2 separate regions of the Mus musculus genome follow, and region 1 is linked to region 2. The links are chromatin contacts, called in public Hi-C maps. All regions are on one chromosome and are shown on one strand. The core of a region is the stretch at or near the end of the contact, and the rest is flanking DNA. Distances in the headings are between cores, read along the strand shown. Region 1 has its middle 61 kb from the start of Slc19a3. Region 2 overlaps Agfg1 (ArfGAP with FG repeats 1).

What was found. Hi-C and Micro-C count contacts between places; a contact is called where the count stands out from the background.
Region 1: a contact with region 2 is called in a Hi-C map of Th2 cells, with 2.1 times the contacts expected there. The contact joins two enhancer-like sites. A contact is called at or near these places in 30 of 484 Hi-C or Micro-C datasets (the AML12 cell line, CD4 T cells, CD8 T cells and 19 more), 3 of 115 datasets of contacts at active chromatin or transcription factors (embryonic stem cells and extraembryonic endoderm stem cells) and 4 of 9 other capture datasets (adipose tissue, embryonic stem cells, liver and 1 more).

Annotation. Positions count from the first base shown.
Region 1 is chr1:82,974,574-82,980,467 of GRCm38.p6, reverse strand. No RefSeq gene overlaps it. Among named protein-coding and RNA genes, the nearest start is that of Slc19a3, 61 kb to the left of the region's middle. Within about 2 kb of position 4,502, at least 45 of the 459 cell types and tissues checked have an H3K27ac peak or open chromatin away from gene starts, as enhancers often do. A contact at or near this core is called in CD8 T cells, Th17 cells, Th2 cells and 2 more, where this site is marked.
Region 2 is chr1:82,897,877-82,903,586 of GRCm38.p6, reverse strand. Agfg1 (ArfGAP with FG repeats 1) reads right to left here. Exons shown (of 13, transcript NM_001368850.1): 13 at 2,586-5,710. Among named protein-coding and RNA genes, the nearest start is that of Agfg1, 61 kb to the right of the region's middle. Within about 2 kb of position 2,841, at least 18 of the 459 cell types and tissues checked have an H3K27ac peak or open chromatin away from gene starts, as enhancers often do. A contact at or near this core is called in CD8 T cells, Th17 cells, Th2 cells and 2 more, where this site is marked.

The sequences.
Region 1 (5,894 bases), core at 3,253-5,752, 75 kb before region 2:
GAGCAGCTTTGAAGGAGTTTGTGGGACCCTAGGCCTTTTCTCGTACTCTTTCACTTTCCACCCTTGGGTGAGTGGTTTTGTTCTGCTATGTATGTCCACCATGATGTTCTGCCTCAACCCAGGCCCTAGGCAGCATGCCAATCAAACTGTGAACCAGAACAACCTTTCCCCTTTACCAGATGATTACCCAGTGACAAAAAGCTGAGCAACAGACATGGGCTGCTTAAAAAAAAAAAATGGAAGAAGTCCTTGAACTTAAGCCCAGGGATACATACAGGTTCTACACACTGAGCTAACTTCTACCCCTCTCCCTTCTTCAAAGCACATTTTCTGTAATGATAATGCCAGTTGTGAAAAGATAAGTTTTATATTGGGAAAACTCTATACAACTTACTCATACTTAGCATTTGAGCAAGATGTTATTGTGTGTCAAATTCTTGGTTCTGACCAGGCCATGTCACCGTTCTGATTGTGATGAGGGAGACAGGATACAAGTGGAGGAGTGAGTAAGAGCAAGCCCACCTTAACTACCTGATGGATGGCTGCCTGCCTCCCAGCCTTCTTTCCTTCTTCCTTTCCATTCTTCCTTCTTCCTCTACCTCCTTCCTTGCTTGCTTCTTTCCTTCCTTCCTTCCTTCCTTCCTTCCTTCCTTCCTTCCTTCCTTCCTTCCTTCCTTCCTTCCTCCCTGCTTGCCTGTCTTCTTCCCTCCCTTCCTCCCTCCCTCCCTTCCTCCCTCCCTCCCTCCCTCTCTCCTTCCCTCCCTTTTGCTCACTCATATTTTCTTCCCCAGAGAGTCTCTGAATGCCAAGGACGCTATGAGCATTCAGGCTCCTCCAGTGGCTGAAAGTATAAACCTGAAAAGACATCCAGCATCAGCAGCCCACACCAGAGATATCTTCATTCTCAGGGTACACAGATCTCCCAGGAATGATCAAGAAAAGCATTAGCAATACATATTGCTATCTCAGGTGTGAAATCTGTGTAAATAGAGCAATGACTATAAAGAAGTTTGCAAGTTTTTATTTGGCACTTGAGTCAGTCAACTCCTTAGCCCCTTTGCCTTTCGTACAGTAAGCAGTCATTAAGACTTGCTCTTCAGTCTTCTGTAAAAACATCTAAGCTCTCAAACAACCATATGGGGTTCAGCCAATGTGCATTACCTAATTGAGGATATTTATGGGTAGCTCAAAAACAAATGAAACTTTTCACCACATATATAAATAAAGATGCATCTGTTCTATTTCTATTCAGCAATGATGAAAGTATAGGAATAGGAAAATTGGGACATTTGGGGGGGCATGCTGGGGATTGAACATGGGGCCTCACACATGCTAGGCAAGCTCTTTACCACTGAACAGCTTTTGCATTTATTGTTGTAAAGATAATCATATTTTGTGCAAATCATTAAAAATTTCAATTATAGGTATTAAGTCTATGTCCATTCCCTAACTGTCTATAGTTGAGTACCAAAAATCAGTTGGATTAAGTAGCATAAATTATTTTATGATAGTATTAAAGATTCAAAGTCCAAAGACATAGAGTTATGTGGCCTCTGAGTACCAAGGCTTCCTGTTTCTGTTTCCTGGCAGTCTTTCATGTTCTTTCACTTGTAGACATGTCATTCCTGTCTCTACATCAGTCTACACATGGTGGTCATTTTGCTCTGTGTGTCTAACTTAGTTTCTTCTCCATGACTTAGGGTTTGCATAAGGGCACTCATCTTGGTCTTCCCTTTAGCCAAGCCTGGCAACAATCACTAATCTCAGCTGCCTAGGAAGTCAAGTCAGGAGGATCTCAAGTTCAAGGCTAGCCTAGCCTAGCCTAGGTGATTTACTTAAATCCTCTCTCAAAACTAGAAAGTACAAAAAGGTGTGGTGTTATAGCTCAGTGGAACAGCAACTTCCTAGCATGAACAAGGTCTTGGGTTCAACTCCCAATACCGTAAACAAGTACAGGAAGAGTGGGCTCAAAAAGCAAGCTCAGCTCTCTGCTTCCTAACACTTGTCCTGGGCTGGAAACACAGCCAGTGTCCTTCCCTAGTACTAAATGTATTCACACCATTCCAGCACCAAACTTGGGTCCAAAACTGTCATCTGAATGTTATCAGCTCTAAGTCCCAGATCTCTTCATCTAAATCAACTATAGACAGATGCGACTCCTAGCTTCCTTCGGAACCTTCTCCAGCTCTGTAGTTAAAGTCCACAATTCTGTCACCATTGTCAAACAGATATACAATGTTTCAAAAATACTTCTGGCTTTTGCCCATTACCAAAGCCCAAAACCTCTTCCACATTTTAAGTCCTGTTACAGGACACCCCCACTCTTTTGTACCAAAATTGGTATCAAACAATTTCACTCCATTAAAATGAGCTGTTCATGACATCCAAATAGCAAGTTCAGTGGTGCAACTAAAATTCCAGAAGATCTGACCCATGTAGCCAGTGTGTATTAACCAACACTTCCAGAAAAAAAGTACTACTAACACTGAGTCATAAGGAACTGGAATATAGAGACTACTTTCAGCTCTCTTAAAGGTACATCCAGTAAATTACACTATGAAGTCTATACAAAGTCTCAGTCTCTTACAATGTAAAAGATATTTTTATCATAATGCCACATATCATAATACCACAGCTGGGTCAGACATTATGAGATTTTTGTTCTAGCAGCAATTCATTGGTTCTTGTAAATTCCGGGGTGACCGGGTCCACATCATAGAAAGATAACTCCAAACAGAGGCATAGTATTACTCATATGAGATGGCAACCCCAAATCTTCTCCATTTAACACCATCTACTCCACACAAGGAGTAAAGAGAATAATTTTTATCTCTATAACAGTAGGACTCGAACATGTTAAGGCATTTGAGAAAGATCGGGATTAAGTACAACAGGGACAGACACCCTGATGGTCCACATGATGGTTATAGTTTTAGCTGGAATGTTTATGAGCCAGACTCCCTGACTACAGGACAGTAACCCAAAACAATGCTAGGACAGATGACCAACCCTGGACCACTGTTTTCCATGCATCTGGCCTTCTCCTCAAGACTAAGAATGTACAGTATAATATAATTAAGAAAACAATCACAGCATTCATATGGCAACACTTTAACTACAGTCCCAATGACCTTTGTAGAAGTAGGTTTAAAATTAATTAAAATCTGATACCTGCTTGAAGGATGATAATTCAAGCCACTCAAGTGACCTGAGGTTGAACATTCACTGAATTTTTTCACCCTTATAATTATTCCACTCACTTTTTAAAAAGTGGAAAATACCTAAGGATTTGGAACAGAGCCCTTAGGAAGGATTGTCTGAATCTATTATGTCCAATTTTTCACTCCATTCTATTTTAGATAGACCATAGAATCAAAGAATATCATGTTTTGTGTGTCCCCTTAGAGTCATTAATTTTCCATAGATTTGAATCTTTAGTTCAGAGTCTGTGCCCATAGGCAGAACCCTGACTGATGAAATGAGCCCATGCTGTCTTTTGACAGTTAATGAATACACTTGCCATCCTCCTAATACAGGTTCAGAAATACCATGGACAGGATTGCTATAGCCACAAAGACATTTGGCTTTGATAAATGGCCAGCCTAGCCTAGAAAGTGAACTTCTGTTTTAATAAGAAAAGTATTTGAGGAAGAATCTGACATTGTCCTTGTTCTCCGCACTCATTGATGCAAGAGAGTGCATTCATACCTGTACATACAAAAAAATATATATACCACATACATATACCACACATGCACAAAAGAAGGGAGGTGTCCTAGTTAGGGTTTCTACTGCTGTGAAGCAATGCCATAGCAACCCTTATAAATAAAAACAAATTTAACTGGGGCTGGCTTACAGTTCAGAGATTTAGTCCATTATCATCATGGTGGGAAGCATGTTGTTGTGCAGGCAGACATGGTGCTGAGCAAAATAGACTTTAAAGCCCATCCCCACAGTGACACACTTTCTCCAAAAAAGCCACACCTACTCTGATAAGGCCACACCTCCAAACAGTGCCACTCCTTATGGCTAAACACTCAGACATGTGATTCTATGTAGGTCATTCCTATTCAAACCACCACAGGAGGAGGGAAGGAACGAAGAAAAGAAAAAAAAAAAGGAACAAAAATGAATGATGTCCTGTCTGAGCCTCTAGGATACGTTTGATGAGTCAGACACTGTGCTATTCCTGGGGGGATAAAGTTTGTCCCTGCTTTCGAGGAGTCTTTCAACTAACATCAAGATTTGCATATTGGAACATCAGTGCCTTCCAAAAGCATCCAAAGTACAGCTATGCTTATTGATGAAGGTGTAGAGTGTGCCATTCTGGGATGTGTTAACACGGGTAGTCCTCATAGTGTGGTATCATCTCTGCTTTGCAGATGAGGAGTCAGACACAAAGAGAGTCAGGCAGCTGCCAATGGTCCAGGTGTGTAAGTAGCAGAGGTGGCTTTGGGCCTGACTCACTGACTAGAGTGCCTTGCAATAAGATCTTACAGGAAATAGTCTGAACATCGGGAGTGGGCGGAGCTGGAATAGGTCAGAAAGGCTCCAGGAAGGAAGTGGTCAAGGACTGAGTTGTTGACCTTTCTCCTGGAGCTGTTGCCTTTCTATGGAGAGTCACTGTTCTTCATTTAGTCAGCCTGAGTCCTACCGTTGTAACCTCTCACTTCTCGGTCCTAGTAGAGATGTAAGCCCTTATTCCTGTTTCTAATGTTAGAAAACCATTTCTAAAAATATTATTATTTGTGTGTTTACATGAATGCTTGTGTGCATGTATGTGCATTGTGTTTGTGTGTATGTCTGTGTGTGTGTGTGCATGTGCACATGCATACAAGTGCCTTCAGAGGCCAGAGAGAGTATTAGACCCCCTGGACCTGGAGTTACCAATGCTGTGAGCCACTTGACATAGGTGCTGGGACCTGAACTTAGATCTTTTGCGGAAGCAAGCAGCCCTCTCAATCACTGAGCCATCTCTCTAATCCCCTAGAAAGACTCAAGCTTCTTTAGATGTCGGGCAGTTCTCTTTCTGGGGGAAAAAAAGGTGTTAAAATCAAATAGGCATGCCTAGATAGGTGATACTTAAATTAAGTTAGGATACTGATGCTGAGCCAATGTTCGCTTCTAGAATAATGTTTAAGAATGAACCTGGACCTCTGGAAGCTTTCAGACACTAAGCCACCAAGTAGGCAGCAAACACAAGCTGTTCCAAGGCCCCCGACACGTATCTAGCAGAAGACTGCCTGGTCTGGCCTCAGTAGGAGAAGATGTGCCTAATCCTAGAGAGACTTGAGGCTCAAGGAAGGGAGAGGCCTTGTGGTGGGGGAGCACTCTCTCAGAGATGGGAGGGAGGGATGGAATAAGGAGCTGTGTGAGGACGGGACCAGGTAGGGGAGCAACAGCTGGATTGTAAATAAATACGTAAATACATAAATGCATAAATAAATACATAAATGACTAAGGGGTCTACCTGTTCTGTAAATCTTCACCCCCAAAAGCTTTTTATTCACATTTAAATACTCGTTAAAATAAGGTTCTGTGTCATCAGCAACATGGGAAGGAGCTCCTGCCAGCAGCACAAAGCCCAGGCTTACTTAGCAATGTCTGTTGATGCTTCGTCTCCAGTTTAAAGTCTCCAAAGGACGGCCCTGTCCTAAGACCTCCTCATCAGACACATCCCTGGAACTTTTGCTTCCCTAACTCTAAAAAAATAAAAGCCTCTCGTGATATCACACTTATATGCCATTGTCATTGGTAAGGACCAAGAACACAGTTCTATCAGTCAGCGAGCGATCTTCGGTCATCCCCATGGTTGCAGAGGAGTACAGGGGACCGGAGAGGCCCCACATAAGAGGGCGGGGCAGTCAGAGCGTAAACACGGATGTCTGCGCAAC
Region 2 (5,710 bases), core at 1,592-4,091:
ATTTTAAGAGACTACCAAACCTGTTCATTCTTTCTGGTGAAGGAAAAGCATCCTTAGGAAATATAATGAAGACAACTAAACCCTTGGTAGGGTCAGATCACTCAACCAAAAAAGCAACAAAGATAGCAGGCTCTTTTTAAATTAGACTTTGGATAGTTTCCTGGCCCCTTTACTGCTATTGCCATTTTTATCATTGCTCCCTTCTCCTACTCATACCTAAGATGGAAAAGGTGGTTAGTTTCTATCATTATGACAACACAAAGTCCCATGGGGCTTATTTGATATACGTTATCATATAGGATACTTCCTATATGAAATCTCAAGCAGATCACCAGCCAAATGCTGGAATGTAATCACTACTGAGCCAGCTGCCCATCTCATTACATATGGACGTGGGCTATGATGGACAAGTGGATGGCCGAAGAAGCCTTTGTGATGGGAAACAGAAGGATCATTTCCAAGGCCGGCAGCACATCACAACTGGGAACTGAGTCACAGTGACCCAGTTTCCGTAATCTCACTATCCCAGGAAATGAGTCAAAGAAACATAAGATTTGTAATTCAGCCATCCTCTTGTTCACTTGCTTAAAAGTATGTATTCAAGTGCCTACAATTTGGTGTGCATTCACCTTGGCAGATATTCAAGTGAAGGCTGCATGCTTCAGTATAGGAGAGTAAATATTGGGGTGTTCTAATCATATATAGTTATTTTACCTTAGCATTTCAAGGTGAGATATAGAGCCAGAGAGATGGCTCAGTGTTTGCTGCAAGCTTGATGTGATCTATATGGTCACAGGAGACAACTCACACCTGTAGGCTATTCTCTGACCTTCCCATGTATGTACCATGGCAAGTGCATGCACGAGCATTCACCCACCCCACGCACATGATACATAAATGTAATGACTATTTTTATACTATAGAAATTTCCTTTCAATTATAACCAAAATACATGACATATAGTTATAGTACACGGAATAAATCTCAATTTCAGTCTATTCACAAGATCTATTTAATTCCAGAACATTTTAGCACCTCCCTGTTTTACGGTTTCTATTGCTGTGAAGAGACACTGGGACCACAGCAACTCTTACAAAGGAAAGCATTTAACTGGGGCTGGCTTACAGTTCAGAGGTTAAGTCCAGGGTTCATCATGGCCAGAAGCATGGCAGCACACGGGCAGACATGGTGCTGGAGAGGCAGCTGAGATTTGTGGGCAGCAGGAAGATAGCATAGTGACACTGAACCTAGTTTGAGCATCTGCAACATCAAAGGCCACCCCCAGTGACACACTTCCTCCAACAAGGCCACACCTTCCAATATGCCACTCCTTATGGACCTATGGGGAGTGGGGCAGATTTCATTCAAAGCACCATACCCAGGAATGGGTGATACAGTGGACTGCACCTTCTTCCATCTTCAAAAGTTTTTTCCAAGTTCTGTATCAAGTTAGTAGTTTTCATGCCAACCCTCCTGGCACCTGTAACTCAATGTGGTTCTCAAACATCCTACCACTGGCCTACTCACTTTCATACACCTACTCCTTTGAGGCCTAGAAAATAGTCTTTCTCACGTTTACCTTTCTGGGCGCCAAAAATTACTTCCCAAAGATCTGTTTCATGTTAGCCTTCAGCCTTTCTAGCAGTGAATGTTTAGAGGAAACACATTCTTTGTCTTCACTTATCTGAGCGTATCTGTCTCTGTGTTCCCAAATGTTGTTTCTAGGAGACAGAGAATGCTGTTTCCGGGACAGTTCTCCCTCTCTATTGGTTAGAAGCTCTGGTTCCAGGACGCTGCAGGCACAGTGCTTCTGGGGTCAGAGAGGAGGTGTCTGCATTATCACCTTTACTTTCTCCTGATCCTTTCAGGATTCTTTTTCATTCACTTGGTTTTCGGCACAACTGTGAGGTGCTCGGGAGTCTCTAAATTATAAAATCAAGATACCGAGATGTTTCACAAAGTTAACACAGCCTTCCAACTTCTTGCCTCATTGGGTTTCTTCTTAACCCACCCCCACCTTACTCTTCATATATCAAAATTGTAAGTCAAGCTATCTTCACTCTTTTATTGACATGACTAGGAAGCCTGGCCTTGTAATTGTGCCTGTAGCCTTCATTTTCCCCATGCTTTATAATTAACTCAGAGTTCCTCCAAGCCCTAGATTTCTACACTAACCTGACCCCCACGCTTGTGCAGCTCTGGACTTTGAACTACATCTTTCTTCATTGACTTCAGGACTCAGTTGGATATTTCTTTTTATAGATGCCACTTGCCAGTGCTCTACTTCGGCACCAGCCTCCATCAGCTTTTATCCCAAGTATCCCTCACTGTACTGTATCTCGACCAGGATAAACTCTACTATGTTTGGTTTTGGAGGAGGGGGTTGTTTTGTTTTTGTTTTTTTCAACGAAATACATACTCAATAAAGATACCAAATTCTATCAACAAACATTCTATATCCAGAAGCTTGGTAAAACTAATCAGAGAAAAGGACATTTCTGTTGGAAGCAGACACAGATAGAGGAGCATCTTTCCATCTCCCAGGCATCTTGTTATACTATGACACAATTGAAGAGGCCATCCCAAAGGGTACACAAAGTCATATCTTTATTTTAAAAAATTATTTCAACAATATTTTACAATGAACAAGAAATTAGCTGGACTTAGTTGTAGAGCATTCATGTGCAACACTGAGGGTTCAATCCTCAGCATCTCCAAAAGAGAAAAGAAACAATTATCAAAATCAGTATCTAAAACCACTTCCTGCACCAAAACTGAGCCTCAAAGACCTCAGCATGTCAACATTTTCCAAACACAGCCCACAGAAGCCAGCCCCTGACTACTGCCCTTTGAACTTCCCTCACTCCTACCCTCCACATGCAGAGGGGTTTTCAAGTCAGTTAGTAGGTAAGTGTTCCTCATGAAAAACAAACTTTTCTAGGAAGCAAGTTCTATGTACAACTAGTACTAAATGCATATTTCGGTAAGAAGCCAAAACCCAAAACTTTTATGAGTTGTTTCCCAAAGCAAAAGCTAATTCTGAAGACTCTAGTTGTGAAAAAATAGACTTGTACTTTCTTTCATAAATATAGGGTTCATTCATTCCAAGCTCGTGGGAATGAGGAGATTCACAATACTGACAAACTGGAAGAGGAAGCTTTCAAGCTGTTCTTTTAGAAACTTTAGGGTCACAGGTAGGGGTGACAGAAAGAGTAAGATATAAAATAAGACATGAGATTCCATAGTCTCTCAGTGAGTGCACTGACTGCCCACACAGTTTAATGTAAATGCTGGCATTTTACAACTATTTGAAAGACCTGAAATTTTTCTCAGGAAGAAATAAAATACCATATATAAATAGCTGATGAGCCTCAAAATAGAATTATCTGTTTTGTTGAAAGTTCCCTATCTGCCAAAATCAAGAATTTCCATGTAAGCATGCACATGTATGTAATATATGTGTGTATACATATGCATATAAACATGTATATATGTATATGCATATACGTGCAAAAATGTTCCTGCAAAGGACATCCACTCCTGGATCCTGATGCCATTCACACAATGAGATAGTGCTGCACATGGCAAATGGAAAGGTGTCCACGTTAAAACAAAGGAGAAAGCTGAAAAGTCTGCATTTTTAAAAGGCAGAACCATGAAAGGCATGCACAGATGTGTAGACAGACATAATAGAAAGCATTCCTCAACACTACGAAGACAAGGAAGAGGAAGTAGCCCCCTGACGTGCAGAGGGAAACATTCTGCATTTACCTTCTACCCTGTGTAAAACTCCTAAGCATGTTATTTAGAACATATAAAGACTTCTAAGTCTGTAAAAATCTGGCTCTATTCACCACTTTCTAGGAACACTGTGGAACAGTAGTTTATAACCTTCCCTACCTCAAGTGTTATAATCAGAAGGCTACTTGTTTAAGATTGTGACTCAGACAACAAGTGCTCAAGACTCTGGAGAACAAAACAATTTAAAAATTAACTAATGGGCATGTCTATAGGCAATTAAAATGTTCTGTCTAGGATTTTCTTTTTATGAAATTCTGAATCAAACATTCCGTTTTCATTGACCTCCACAGATCTAGGTACTGGACAAGGACAGATTTCACAACAATGGGCTCAACTACAGGCATAAACCATGCAGAATGGGTAAGATATCAGATAGACCTTCTCGGCAGAAGTCTTCACTGGAAACACTAACCCAAACTCCTAAAACGGAAGGAAGCAAAGCTGCCCGAGGAAGGACATGGAGTCAGGAGCCCTTTGCAAGCGCATGCTCTGCTCCTGTGGGATCTGAACCCAGTTCTAGGAGTTCTCTACCGGCACATCTGCAGACAGCAAGCACCTGTACAGCCCCACACCGGGGAAGACTAGCATCTGCCCCAATCTTTCCCAGCACTTGGACATTTCCAAATTATAGTGAACTTTCAGAAATAAGCTTATAGAATGCATCATTAAAAATATAAACTGAAGGTTTTCAAAGCCCGGATGTAGTCATGAAAGGAGCAGTAAACCTAGTCAGTTCTGGGGTCACACACCAGGGCTATGCTGCAGCTGTCTAGCGCAGGCTCAGCAGATCCACTCCTGTTCGTTTCAATGGCAGCATTTCAAGACCCCAGACCACTAGTAAAAATAAGCCTGCTACTACAAAGCTGGTTCCTTCATCTTTTCTTCAGAGATGGCTGTGAAACACCCACCACACAGGCCTGGTTACGCTCACATCTTCATTTGTTCAAACACAACCATACAAAAAGCAAAGTAATAACACCGCTTTAAAATACACAAGGTTCAACTAACTGATAAATTCAATACAATAAGCTAATTTATACAAACTTTTAATTACCTTTAAAAAAGCAAATTTTGAAACTGTAGGGGGAACAGACTACATAAATAAAGGTAAGCCGTCCCATGCAATGTGCCACTGTCAGCCTGAGGTGCCAAGCTGTTCCATCTCACCCCACTACTCTACAGTGGGCTGGCTGGGTGTGGTGGCAGAGGCAGATGATTTCTGTGAGTCTGAGGCTGGAGTTCCAGGACAGCCAGGGCTATGTAAAGATCCTGCCATTTAAAAAAGCAAACAAAACAAGACTCTACGGAGCAAATAGTACTTTCATCACAGTGTAAAAGAATTCATGTTACATGATTTAAGTATTTTTGAGAATACAGGAAGTGAGTAACTTGGTAAAGAGACGGGTCTACTAACACCTAACTATGAAAGCACACTTCAACCCAACAGTACTGTCTCCCAAGGATAAAAACTGTTGCTAGCTTACCTGTTCTATGCCAATACATGAGCTGATAGAAGAAAACCACTTAGGGTGTAAAAAAACACCACACCCACACCATTACCATTAGTTCTTTAAAATATTTAACAATGATTTCAACTGGAATTTCACCAAAGGAAACAACCCCTTAAGTTCAGAAGGAGCAAGGTTTCCCCAGACAGAGGTAAATATATCAGGAACACACAAATTTAAAGTGCTGTGTTCTCAAAATGTTATCTGGGGACCCTGAATACCTGTACCAGGTCTAGCTGCTTTTCTACTAATTCTAAGGTGGTTTGTGCCTTTCTCACCATCTGGATTCCACAAGTACAGTTTCCAGTGCCTCCCTGCTGTGGTACCTGAAAAGTCTGAATGCAAGTAGTATGACTATCTTCAGTTTCTATTAAGCCTGACATTGAAAAGGTGGGCAAAAT